Regions from separate parts of the Triticum aestivum genome. Here region 1 is linked to region 2. The links are chromatin contacts, called in public Hi-C maps. All regions are on one chromosome and are shown on one strand. Each heading gives the region's core, a stretch centred on a gene start, on an enhancer-like site or on the middle of the called end of the contact. The rest is flanking DNA. Distances are from core to core; before and after follow the strand shown.

What was found. Hi-C and Micro-C count contacts between places; a contact is called where the count stands out from the background.
Region 1: a contact with region 2 is called in a Hi-C map of leaf, with 5 times the contacts expected there. The contact joins the promoter of LOC123169074 here to the enhancer-like site in region 2. A contact is called at or near these places in 2 of 5 Hi-C or Micro-C datasets (both in leaf).

What each region holds. Positions count from the first base shown.
Region 1 is chr7D:464,661,358-464,668,022 of IWGSC CS RefSeq v2.1, forward strand. LOC123169074 (probable xyloglucan endotransglucosylase/hydrolase protein 32) reads left to right here and starts at 4,156. Exons shown (of 3, transcript XM_044586922.1): 1 at 4,156-4,487; 2 at 4,971-5,071; 3 at 5,155-6,143. The coding sequence starts at 4,274. The coding sequence ends at 5,730.
Region 2 is chr7D:464,342,752-464,349,578 of IWGSC CS RefSeq v2.1, forward strand. No RefSeq gene overlaps it. Among protein-coding and RNA genes, the nearest start is that of LOC123164560, 9.9 kb to the left of the region's middle. Within about 2 kb of position 5,405, at least 2 of the 8 cell types and tissues checked have an H3K27ac peak or open chromatin away from gene starts, as enhancers often do. A contact at or near this core is called in leaf, where this site is marked.

The sequences.
Region 1 (6,665 bases), core at 2,906-5,405, 320 kb after region 2:
TGGTTAACTTGCCCGATGATCGGCAAGCCATAGAGAATAAATGGATCTTTAAGAAGAAGACTGACATTGATGGTAATGTTACTGTCTACAAAGCTCGACGTGTTGCGAAAGGTTTTCGACAAGTTCAAGGAGTTGACTACGATGAGACCTTCTCACCCATAGCGATGCTTAAGTCTATCCGAATCATGTTAGCAATTGCCGCATTATATGATTATGAAATTTGGCAAATGGACGTCAAAACTGCACTCCTTAATGGATTTCTTAAAGAAGAGTTGTATATGATGCAACCAGAAGGTTTTGTCGATCCTAAAGGTGCTAACAAAGTGTGCAAGCTCCAGCGATCCATTTATGGACTGGTGCAAGCATCTCGGAGTTGGAATATACGCTTTGATAGTGTGATCAAAGCATATGGTTTTATATAGACTTTCGGAGAAGCCTGTATTTACAAGAAAGTGAGTGGGAGCTCTGTAGCATTTCTAATATTATATGTGGATGACATATTATTGATTGGAAGTGATATAGAATTTCTGGATAGCATAAAAGGATACTTGAATAAGAATTTTTCAATGAAAGACCTCGGTGAAGCTGCTTATATATTGGGCATCAAGATCTATAAAGATAGATCAAGACTCTTAATTGGACTTTCACAAAGCACATACCTTGATAAAGTTTTGAAGAAGTTCAAAATGGGTCGGTCAAAGAAATGGTTCTTGCATGTGTTACAAGGTGTGAAGTTGAGTCAGACTCGATGCCTGACCACTGCAGAAGATAGAGAGAAAATGAAAGTCATTCCCTATGCCTCAACCATAGGTTCTATCATGTATGCAATGCTGTGTACCAGACCTAATGTGTGCCTTGCTATAAGTTTAGCAGGGAGGTACCAAAGTAATCCAGGAATGGATCACTAGACAACGGTCAAGAACATCCTAAAGTACCTGAAAAGGACTAAGGATATGTTTCTCGTTTATGGGGGTGACAAAGAGCTCGTCGTAAATGGTTAGCTTTGACACTGATCCGGATGAATCTAAGTCGCAAACCGGATACGTATTTATATTGAATGGTGGAGCTGTCAGTTGGTGCAGTTCCAAGCAGAGCGTCGTGGCGGGATCTACGTGTGAAGCAGGGTACATAGCTGCTTCGGAAGCAGCAAATGAATGAGTACATATCCGATCTAGGTGTAATACCTAGTGCATCAGGTCCAGTGAAAATCTTTTGTGACAATAATGGAGCTATTGCCTTAGCGAAGGAATCCGGATTTCACAAGAGAACCAAACACATCAAGAGACGCTTCAACTCCATCCGTGATCAAGTCAAGGAGGGAGACATAGAGATTTGCAAAATACATACGGATCTGAATGTTGCAGACCCGTTGACTAAGCCTCGTCCACGAGCAAAACATGATCAACACCAAGACTCCATGGGTGTTAGAATCATTACTATGTAATCTAGTTATTGACTCTAGTGCAAGTGGGAGACTGAAGGAAATATGCCTTAGAGGCAATAATAAAGTTGTTATTTATATTTCCTTATATCATGATAAATGTTTATTATTCATGCTAGAATTGTATTAACCGGAAACTTGATGCATGTGTGAATACATAGACAAAACAAAGTGTCCCTAGTATGCCTCTACTTGACTAGCTCGTTAATCAAAGATGGTTAAGTTTCCTGACCATAGATATGTGTTGTCATTTGATGAACGGGATCACATCATTAGGAGAATGATGTGATGGACAAGACCCATCTGTTAGCTTAGCATAATGATTGTTAAGTTTTATTGCTATTGCTTTCTTCATGACTTATACACATTCCTTTGACTATGAGATTATGCAACTCCCGAATACCAGAGGAACAACTTGTGTGCTATCAAACGCCACAACGTAATTGGGTGATTATAAAGATGCTCTACAGGTGTCTCTGAAGGTGTTTGTTGGGTTGGCATAGATCGAGATTAGGATTTGTCACTCCGAGTATCGGAGAGGTATCTCTGAGTCCTCTCGGTAATGCACATCATGATAAGCCTTGCAAGCGATGTGACTAATGAGTTAGTTGCGGGATGACGCATTACAGAACGAGTAAAGAGACTTGCCGGTAACGAGATTGAACTAGGTATGAGGATACCGACGATCGAATCTCGGGCAAGTAACATACCGATGACAAAGGGAATGGCGTATGTTGTCATTACAGTTTGACCGATAAAGATCTTCGTAGAATATGTAGGAACCAATATGAGCATCTAGGTTTCGCTGTTGGTTATTGATCGGAGATGTGTCTCGGTCATGTCTACATAGTTCTCGAACCCGTAGGGTCCGCACGCTTAACGTTTCATGATGATTTGTATTATGAGTTATGTGTTTTGTTGACTGGAGATTGTTCGGAGTCCCGGATGAGATCACGGACATGACGAGGAGTCTCGAAATGGCCGAGAGGTAAAGATTGATATATTGGACGATAGTATTCGGACACCGGAATGGTTTCGGAGTGCTTCAGATATTTATCGGAGTACCGAGGGGTTACCGGAACCCCCCGGGGAAAGTAATGGGCCTCATGGGCCATAGGGGAGAGAGAGGGCAGCCCACAAGGGGGTGCCCCCCCTCCCCCGCACGGGGAGTCCGAATTGGACAAGGGGAGGGGCGCGGCCCCCCTTTCCTTCTCCCTCTCCCTCTCCTTCCCCCTTTCCCCTAGGCCGGCCCCCTCCCTCTCCCTCCTTTATATACGGGGGCAGGGGGCACCCCAAAGCACATCAATTGTTTCTTAGCCGTGTGCGGTGACCCCCTCCAGCATTTACTCCTTCGGTCATATTGTCGTAGTGCTTAGGCGAAGCCCTGCGTAGATCACATCACCATCACCACACCGTCGTGCTGACGAAACTCTTCCTTGACACATTGCTGGATCAAGAATTTGAGGGACATCATCGAGCTGAACGTGTGCAGAACTCGGAGGTGCCGTACGTTCGGTGCTTGATCGGTTGGATCGCGAAGACGTTCGACTACATCAACCGCGTTAAGCTAACACTTCCGTTTCGGTCTACGAGGGTACGTGGACACACTCTCCCCCTCTCGTTGCTATGCATCTCCTAGATAGATCTTGCGTGATCGTAGGAATTTTCAGAAATTGCATGCTACGTTCCCCAACAGAGAGATGCCGGCAAATAGAGAATGCGCATCGAGTGGAAAGGGAGGCACAACCATCATCCGCAAATGGACAAGCGCTGACGACTACTACTGAGGCTCCGTGAAGGTGTACTCCCCGTTGAGGTCGACGATGAACGACACTTGATGGCAGACGATGACGGTGGATGCGGACTGTAGTTGTGGACCGGGATGCTGGGTGGTGTAGTAGTATGACGGATACAGCTACGTCGACCAAGGCAGCGGCGATTGCGCGGTCGATGTTTGCATGACAGTGACCCGTCGGGCCACACGCTTCAGCGGAGGAGGTACTAGGTGACTGGCCGCCGCCAAAGTTTCCTTCCTCTTCTTCTGTTTATGGCAGCGGGCGTGGTGTGACGCCGTGTTGGCCTTGCGGGTGGTCATCACCAATAGGTCTTCTGACTTTGCCGTGATGACTAACATCTCGATCGGCTCCAACGCGTTGATGGGCGGTGAAACTGGTGAGAACTGGGCGGTGGGCGGCGGCGATCGGTGCCAGGAGAGTGAGAAAAGGGCAGGCTTTCACGCGAAGACGGTGTTCGAGTTGTCCGAATGTGCGGGTTCCGGCTCCGTTTGGCTGGGTCTAGGGTGTTGGACACCTATATGAGTGATGTCCGGATGCTCACAGTCCTCCTCAACTTTGGAATTCGGAGGTCTAGACCAAGCCGTGGACATTCGATGATCGACATTGCATGACAAAAAGTGTTTGAACCACGTTGTTCCGACTTTTACGCGTTTTGATCCACGGCGTTGGAGTTGCCCTTAGAAAGCACTTTGGCTCTAGGTACTGGCACTTGCCAAATGCAGCGTCCTTCGCCAGCAGGTCAGGTGAAATTAAGGTGAGAAGACGTGGTGGGTACATTCACCTTCCATGGATCGACCTGCATTCGCATTTATCATTTACTCACACTGCCTCATCACTACCCAACTCCCTCTTGCGTGAGTGGGCCAATCTGGTCACTTGCTTTCTCTGTCGCCCTCCTATATATTGTCTCCACACGGACATACACTCTCACCAAAGCAGCTCGCTTGGCTACCAAGTGTACACTCGATCTCCTCTCATTGGGAGGGAGCATTTAGTCTAGCTCCTAGTCCTAGCTAGCTTGCTTGGCGGAGCAACAATGGCCAGCCTCTCCATGCTCCCGGCCATGGCGCTGCTGCTCCTGGCAATGGCGGTGGCCTCATCCGACGCGCAGCCTTCTCCCGGCTACTACCCGAGCTCGAGGTTCCGGCCAGTGGCGTTCAACCGCGGGTACCGCAACAAGTGGGGCCCGCAGCACCAGACGCTCTCCGGCGACCATTCAGCCATCACCATCTGGCTCGACAAGACCTGCGGTATGTGCATTTTTTTTTCTTTGCGCATCTCTGGAAAGACTGCGAATTGTTTTTTAATTCTAGTTTAGGTGCATGCATATGCATGTACTCCTATATACTTGGCTCTTGTTTTTTGTCAACAGTGTCACCGACGCACGTACTACGTGAATTCACTATTCAGGCTTGTGTTGTAGCGAAAGAGACATCACTAGCGCCATGTTGAATCGTCGGTGTCACTTATGTCGAATCTGAAACACAGACACAGTGCGTTTTTCTTTTTGGTACTGGGGGAGCCCCCGGCCTGTGCATCGCGCAGCGATAGACACAGTGCGGTTCGGGCCCACGTACGTGGCAGCAGTGATAGATTACTGTTGTTAACTCTCATGCTAATCTATATGAATTTTGATTTTGCTAACCACATGTCCCATGCGGTAACTCTCATGCTAATCCGTGGACTTGATTATGTTGGTGCACATTCCCTCACCTCACATCTGATCTATGCAGGGAGCGGGTTCAAGTCGAAGCATGCGTACAGGAACGGCTACTTCGCCACCCGCATCAAGCTCCCCGCCGGCTACACCGCCGGCACCAACACCGCCTTCTACGTAAGCACTGCTACAAATATTCTCTAAATAACGCAGCGTTAGTTAGTACCAGTAGTAACAGGTTAATTGATACGCGCGCACAGCTGTCCAACAACGAGGCACACCCGGGGTTCCACGACGAGATCGACATGGAGTTCCTGGGCACCATCCCCGGCGAGCCCTACACGCTGCAGACCAACGTGTACGTCCGCGGCAGCGGCGACGGGCGGATCATCGGGCGGGAGATGCGGTTCCACCTCTGGTTCGACCCCGCCGCCGGCTTCCACAACTACGCCATCCTCTGGAACCCGGACGCCATCACCTTCTTCGTGGACGACGTGCCCATCCGGCGGTACGAGCGCAAGACGGAGCTCACCTTCCCCGACCGCCCGATGTGGGCGTACGGCTCCATCTGGGACGCCTCCGATTGGGCCACCGACCACGGCAGGTACAGGGCGGACTACCGCTACCAGCCGTTCGTGGCGCGCTTCGACCGCTTCGTGGTCGCCGGGTGCGGGCCCGGCGCCCCGCCCTCTTGCCGCCCGGCCCGGGCGTCCCCCGTCGGCACGGGGCTCACGCGGCAGCAGTACGCGGCGATGCGGTGGGCGCAGCAGCGCCACATGGTCTACTACTACTGCCAGGACTTCCGGAGGGACCGCTCGCTCACGCCGGAGTGCTGAAGAGCCCGTGAACCAACGGTGGCGCGCGTGTCTTGATTAATTTCGTCGTGTGTTTTGCTTGCTACAGTGCTCCTACTACGAGCTCCTGCCTACACTTTGCTTCTTCTTTTTGGTTTGGATCTCAAAGAGTAAAGGGTGTGGCTGCCCTACCGCTGCTGCCTGCCTGCCTGTGGCTGAGCATGAGCTAGGCTGGTGGTTGAGGCGTTGGTCGTTGGCATATTGCCAAAAAGGGTCTCGTGTCTTCCCATCTCTTTCGTTTTGGTTGGTGCCTGCTTTTCGTTTCACATGTATGTATGCCCCGAAGGGGCAAAGGCGCATGATTCATGACATACTGTCGTGCATGCCCACTGTAATACAGACTGCTCTAATATGTTCTCCATATTTGTGATTTATTTATACGATTGCTTCAAAGACATGGTTTGATCGAGTCCAAAGCCGGTGGGTGTAAGCGTGGGCGGGTCAATTCGTCGAAAATATGCAATCACATAAGCACGAGCAACGACATCAAAATTTGTTAACAAGGTTCAACAACATGGCTATATCTTTGAGGCATATGACTATGGACGATCTTCGTCATGTACTAAATCAATGCAGTCGACGGCAAGCCCGCCGAGGCCATCAGACAGGCCTTTGACCACTCGTCACGATTGGTCCGGCCACCCCTACCACATGTGATGACCTACCAACTTATGTCTAGTCTAAATAATGGCCTACCAACTTATACCTAGTCTAAATAAGGTTGTAAACAGATCAGCAGCGGCCAAATTTGAGTCGTAGCAAGCGGTTGGCTCATCTGCATCGGCCTGTTACACTCCTCCAAAAAAATCGCGCGTCCGGCCGTATCAAGCAGGCTATATCGACATTATCCAATGCGACCTAGTCCAGCTGGCTCCGCCCTGCCTAGCCCATTGGAGGGAGGGGGCTATTTGCAACCC
Region 2 (6,827 bases), core at 4,155-6,654:
CGTTTCTCTCTTGGGAGCATCGTTTGCGGAGCAGCGCTGGAGGTCAGAGGCAGGAGGTGGAGCGGCTTCGTCTTGCACGGAGCTTCGGTGGTGATGTCAAGTCATGCCTGACCGACAGGTGCTACGCCTTGTCATGCCTGGTCGGCAGGTGCTACGCACGACAGATCTTCCAAGGACTTCAAGCTGTGTCGGCTGGTGATACCTGGCAGCATGGCGCTGAGGTGTATCAGTGGCGACCGCGATGTGTTCAGCTGTTTGCGCGCAGGGAGGAGGTGCCGTTTGGCGCCGTGGTGGCGTCGACGTTAGCTAGACCGAGCAAGGTTGATGCATCAAGACAGTTCTGAAGATGGAGCGGTGGCAGTTGGCGGCGGCGGCATCTGAGTGCACGCCGGACCGGTGAGACCCATGCCCGGCAGGCGTCCTGGATGGGTTCTCAGGTCTTAGATGTTAGGTTTGGCTGCGATGTCTGTTTGGTATTAGGCCCAGGCTATCTGCGCCCCTTCATCAGCTGGATGGAGATGATTAGACGGCGGCTTTAGTCTTACTATTGTATTACTTTGTAAGGTCTTGTGAGAATAATTAATAAAGTGGCCGTATGCATCGCCCAGATGCAGAGGCCGGGGGTCATCCTCCTTTTCTAAAAAAAAAAGGTGGGATGGCTTCGCCGTAGCTCATAGGCTGCAGATCCGCCACTTCCTCACCTTCAAGGACCTGGTTGAGGTTAGTTTTACGGTAAACATCTTCAACCTTTCTGGCATAGTATGACCCAACGCTAACGATGATCAAAGAGTTGTAAATCGTTGTTCGTTGGGTTGTGAACCCTGGATTACTATATCTAAATAACTGTGCGGTCATGTGCTTGTTTTATGTAACGCTATTATACCACCGTGCCTATGATTGTATGTGGTTTCTTGTGTGGTCATCTGTATGTTTGTTCACAGGCATGTAGGGGTCCGGATACACATTTTATGTATGATCGAATTGTATCCGAAAGAACTAGGGCTAAAATTCTACTCCCTCCATTCCAAATTACTCGTCGTGGTTTTAGTTCAAATTTGAACTAAAACCACGACGAATAATTTGGAACGAAGGGAGTACGATGCATGTGCATTGATTTAAAGGTCCAATAGGAAGTGTGATTGCCTGTGTGGTTGACCCGTTGCTGTCATTGCAGTTGCAGATCGTCATTCCATAAATCAATGTCACAGTACGATAAATAATTCATGAAAACATATTTCATATGGATGTGTTTAGGGCACATTTAGATGTGCTCTAATTATTGCACATCTAAGTGAGTGAATCAAGCATAAAGATGAAAAAAAAGAAAAATATCCACACGAATCTCGATGTAAAATCAATGATATAGGACTTAGATGTGCTTTAGTAAAACTGATTTCGTATACGTTGCTCAACTTCTAGGTTGCCTTTTTTTTTGAATGAACTTCTAGGTTGCATTTGACGCTGTTACTTTCCCACGGCAAGCAAAACCAATTCAACTGAATTAAACTAACATCACGTCGTAGGCTATCATCTCATAAATTAACATCATACTTTTTGATGATTCGTTAAAATTTTCTTTCTAATAATCCGCCTAACTTTCTTGTTGCATTTGGTCTTTGTGCTATAAACCCAACAAGTCATCTAGTTACAGGATAGAAGTGGGCTTTTCCTCGAAAAAGATATAGGATAGAAGTGGGCTAGACATGCTCTCACACCAGACTTCGAGTGAATTGCAAAAAACATCGACACTTCAGGCTAGGGTTGCAGAAACCGCACATCTACGGAATTGTGCCAAAAGCCACTAATTTTTTGTCTAATTTTTTGCAAAAAACACTAGTTGACGGCTTAGATCGTTTTGAGCATGGTTATGACAGGTGGGTCACGTAAATGATGACGTGGCGTAACGGTTAAGTTAGACGCCGTTAGATGAGGAGTTTTCTAGACTTACAAAACAGACACTATAATTTTACAAAGATCCCCTTAGTCAAAAATCAAAAAAAGCAATCAGCTCCTTGATTTGTCTCCCCGAGCAGGCGAGCAGAGCAGCATTACCCCGGCCGGCCATGGTTCTTGTCGCCGGCGAGGGGGCGCGCGGCGCCGCTTGCCTCCATGGCCGAAGCCGCCGCAAGCTCCTGCCTGGGTCGCCGCCGCAGATGAGCCACAACAGCAGGGGGTTGATGACCTCGTCTGGGTCGTGCGGCGGGGCGTGCTCGAGGGTCGTGCGCCGGCAGACAGGGGTGGCCCCAGGGTCGTCCGCAGGCGGACATGGACGTCGCCAGGTGGTGCGCCGGTGGACAGGGGCGGCCCCGGGGTCGTGCGCCGGTAGACAGGGGCGGCCCATCTCCCGTGATGCAGGTCGGGCGGCGCCGGAGAGGGATGGGCATGGGGCGACGCCGGAGAGGGACCGGCGTGGGGCGACGTCGGAGAGGGACAAGCATGGGGTGGCGCCTGAGAGGGACCGGCGTGGAGCGGCGTCGGAGAGGGACGGGCATGGGGCGGCGCTGGCCTCCCTCTTCGCGACGGCCTCCCTCGCCTGATATGCTTGGCGACGGCGGCGGATCTAGCTTGAAGACAGCGGCAGGCCGGGGAGGGAGGGGCGGCGACGTTAGCAGGGCATGCCGCCGGCGGCGGGGGGAGTTCATACATCGGCTGAGCAGCGAGCAGAGTTTGGGGGGGTTTTGGCAAAAAAAAGCATCTAACGACGTTCATCTCGAACCGTTACGCCACGTCAACAAAAGTGGGCTCCACCTGTCATAATCATCATTAAATGGGCTAAAGCAGTCAACTAGTGTTTTTTGCAAAAAAATAGACAAAAAATTAGTGGTTTTTGGCACAATTCCGTAGATGTGTGGTTCCTGTAACCCTAGCCTTCACTCCCAGACTTCTGCATGCGGCCTTGCGCTAGTGGGACAGCGCAAAGAGGCGAATACAACCTCCGCGATGCTGAAGTGGGCGGGCGAGAGAGGACGTGCCCTCATTATCTCGATCGTGTTTCAGGCCTGCCGGTGCGCTTGTGTCTCTTTCTTTCTGTTGAACTGTGCTGTTGGAACAAATGCAAGGATTTAATTTAGTGCAAATTATTACCTCTTCTCAACATCACCAACAGGCCCGACGGCTTCCCCCTTCCTCCCGCGGCGCTCCCACGAGCGCCCGGGGTGCCGCCTCCAGCCCCCCTTCCTCGAGCCTCCCTCCCCTAGCCGCCGCCTTGACGTACTGGCGGGCAAAGCCCGGCCAGTGCTGGCGGCGGCGTGGCCCTCTCCTTCCCCCTCTCGGTCCGGCAAGCGCGGGCTTCCGGGTCGGACGGCGGCGCGGCGTTTTCTCGGGGGGCGGCGGCGTGGCGGCAGCAGCCGGCGGCGGTGACGCGAGTTGTGGGCGGCGGCGTGAAGGGGCTGCAACGGAGGTGGTGCGCGGCGGGCTCCGACGGCGGCTCGGCCAGATCTGGGCCTAGACGGTGAGGGCCGCAGACGGCTTGGGCTGCGGGCGTCCGCCCCTACCGTGGCCTTGGCTGGTGGTGGTGGAGGCGCAGCGGCGCTGGCTAGTGGGCATGCTGGTCGGGATCCAGTCGTCCCGCCGGCTGGACGACGACGGCAGGGTAGATGGGCTCCCCGGTGAGTATTCTTGGCGTTCGGAGGTTGTACTTGGGGCCCCCCTTGCCGGTAGTCGGGTCTGCGTCGGTGGCCTTGCGCGGTGCTGCGTTTTCCGCCAAGGTGGGGCGGCACAATGGTGTGTCCGGTGGGGAGGCTGGCTAGAGGGATGGGTGGCGCCGACATGCTCGGGCCCCCGTCACTGGCACAGGGGTGTGCCGGTCCGGATGCGTCCGCTCCCCCACCTCCCCCTATCCCTGGCCGCGTGTTGGCTGTCGCAGCTTCGGCGATGTTCAAGGCAGGATGTATGCTGCGGTTCGTCGGTCAATGGTGTCCCTTTGGTGCAAAGTTGGTCTCTTTGAATGGTCTTGGGGGTGTCTGGATGTTGGGCGGCGGCCCTAGCGGCGGGAGACGTGTCATTCAGGGGCGGAACCTGCGTCTCAGCCTCTCAGGTGCGGGCTGGCAGCCATGGTTTCGCGGGGGATGTGGCTGCGGGTGGTTGGCGGAGCAGGAGTGTGTCAGCGGGGTGCGAGCACCGGGGTTCATCACTTGCCCAGTCCTTTTTTGGCCATCGGTGACGGCGTCCGTGGACGTCGTATCCTTCTTGAAGGCTCTGTCGTGGTGCTCCCATCCCCTGCGTCGCTCCGGGTGAAAACTTGGTCTGCGGATCGGACGGTGGCGGCTATCCGTGATCGTACCTTTCTGGGAGGCACCGTCTTGGAGTTCTTGCTTCGTCATGGTCCATCTCACCCCCTTGGTGGCTCCAAGTGGTTCTTCATAGCTCATATTTTGTGTGCTTGGTTGTGTTCGAGTGGTGTGATGGTGCTCGGCACTTTTGTATCTAGCCTTGAGTGTGTTCGTTGTGTGCCGTGGTGGCATGTGTTTGTTCGGCTCGCTAGCATGTATGTAATGATGTTTGCTTTATAATATAAAGCGGGGAAATCCTTTTTCAGTAATTTAGTGCAAAAATGGAACCGGGGAGGTTCCCCACTCAGGCTGAGCGTCTGAAAATTCACTGAATGGCGATGAAAGATCAGCACTCGCGCAGAGCCCACCAAGAGCTCAGTCGACCAATCATCATTTAATAGTGCATTTGCGACAGGCTCCTGATTACGTCCATTGTGGTCGGTCGAGTATACTACTACACAAAACGATACCATCCCCAATTCTGCGTTAATAATTGCACTGTTGAAAGATACGGTCCGCTCTACGTGGAGGCCCGAACATGCATGCTCCACCGGCGGGGGTCGACGTCGGTGTGTGTGTAAATGGCAGGGGAGTCGCAATTCCGAGTTCAGATAACATGCCGGGTTCCCTGTGGAAGCCGATGCACACAACGAGTTAACAATCATTACATGCTCCGAATAATCAGAGCGGGCAGGCGTCAACCGACAGTATGAAAGCGACCCATTTCGATGGTCGTAAAACCAAAACACCTCACATGCATGCACGCACGCACGGAAAGCTTACATGTGATCACAAGAGGCTCGATTTAGGGCAATTATCTCGGCAAACAAGCCACTGAACAAGTGCTCAAGCAAGCCCACGGAAAGCACACTTTTCCTGCTCTGAGACTCTTATTCTACAGGGCAAGCATATGCTGTGTGTGTATGGTTTCTTTCTGGACTTTCAAAGGGGCCATATGAGCTGAGGCCAGGCCAAATTGTGCATGTGTTGCCCACGAGGCCCTGGGGAAGGAGGAAAGACTGTTGATCAGTATTTGGCGGAAATGTTGGACTTGGCCTCAGCCCTCGTGCATACAGTCCATGTCCATACATACACATACTGTGCTAAAGGTCAGACTCACTATGCAACATTTGTTTAATTCAAGTGGCGGGGCCCCAGTTTGTTAGATGTACTACATAACTTCTATGCACCCATATACTGTACGTACGTAAGAGCACTACCACATAATTAACTAATACTCCCTCCGTTCCTAAATATAAGTCTTTGAAGAGATTCCACTATGGACCACATACAGAACAAAATGAGTGAATCTATACTCTAAAATGCATCTAGATACATCCGTATCTACTTCATAGTGAAATCTCTACAAAGACTTATATTTAGGAACGGAGGGAGTAGTATTCTTGTGGCTATCTTGATCAACTTTCCAGTTGGACTCTGTTGATCTTGTGCGGTATTGCTCTGCTCCAATAGGCCACGTTACGCATGCACCGACGCGCGGGTGCATGTGGGATGTCTTGCGTATCCTCGCGTGCAACACATACCTACATTGGGTATTCATTGCGAAATGGGTGTGCATGGCTGCCCCGCCGTACATACGACCCCCAAGTGCGAGGTGGTTGTTGCAACTTGCTGACGTCGACCATAAGCAACGCGTACGTGAGATTCCCTGGACAAAGTAAAGGTACTGCCTAATTATGTAGTGTGCCGGCCGGCACTGCCAGAGTGTTTTCATGAGGGAATTGACCCTCCTTCGATCCACAGAAAAAAATACTAGGTCCTTTGAACTAACCTGGATCATATTTTGTTAGAGGATTAATCCCTTAATGGGCTATAAAACAACTTCTTTTTTTGCCAATATGTATATGTGTGATGTGCTCTGCTTTGACTCGTTTTGCCGGGATTCAGGCAATTAGCTAGTGACGACTAATCCACGTACCCAACCCGACAGCGACAAGCGTAGGCGTAGCCCTAACATGGTATGCATGTGCTTTGAGGCCACACACACATTCTCCAAAAGCTAGTCCTTCCAATGACGCCGACACTAGCTATTCCCTGGCCTGTACGCGTGATGATTGATGAGCTAAGAATTACCACTCCAAAACCCTAATTTTCAATTATTGCAGCTAGCAGTGCTGCCTCTGTTTGACTATTCCTTTCACAAGTGGAGTGGTGATGCAAAACACATCAGAATGCGTAGCATGAGCTCACCGCGCGTTTCGAAGTCGAAACTAACAGATGTTATCTCATGCACCTTTACTCAAAAAAAAAGGAAGCACGAACAATATATGAACATATCCGGTCCCTGGTGGTACAACAACACTACATACGTACCGTACGTACTACTTTTAGTAAACATCGTCCATCACTTGTCACTCTAACTTCTACTGGTAGCGGTACTGTACAAGCAAGCTTAGGGTCAACGCGGTTCATTAAGTCAAACACACCAGACGGCCGTGGACACATCCGGATGTGTCTGCGACAGTGGTTGGGAGCCGACCATCCAACAGGGTGCACCAATTGCCCATCCCGGTCCAGCCTCCTTCGTTTGACATG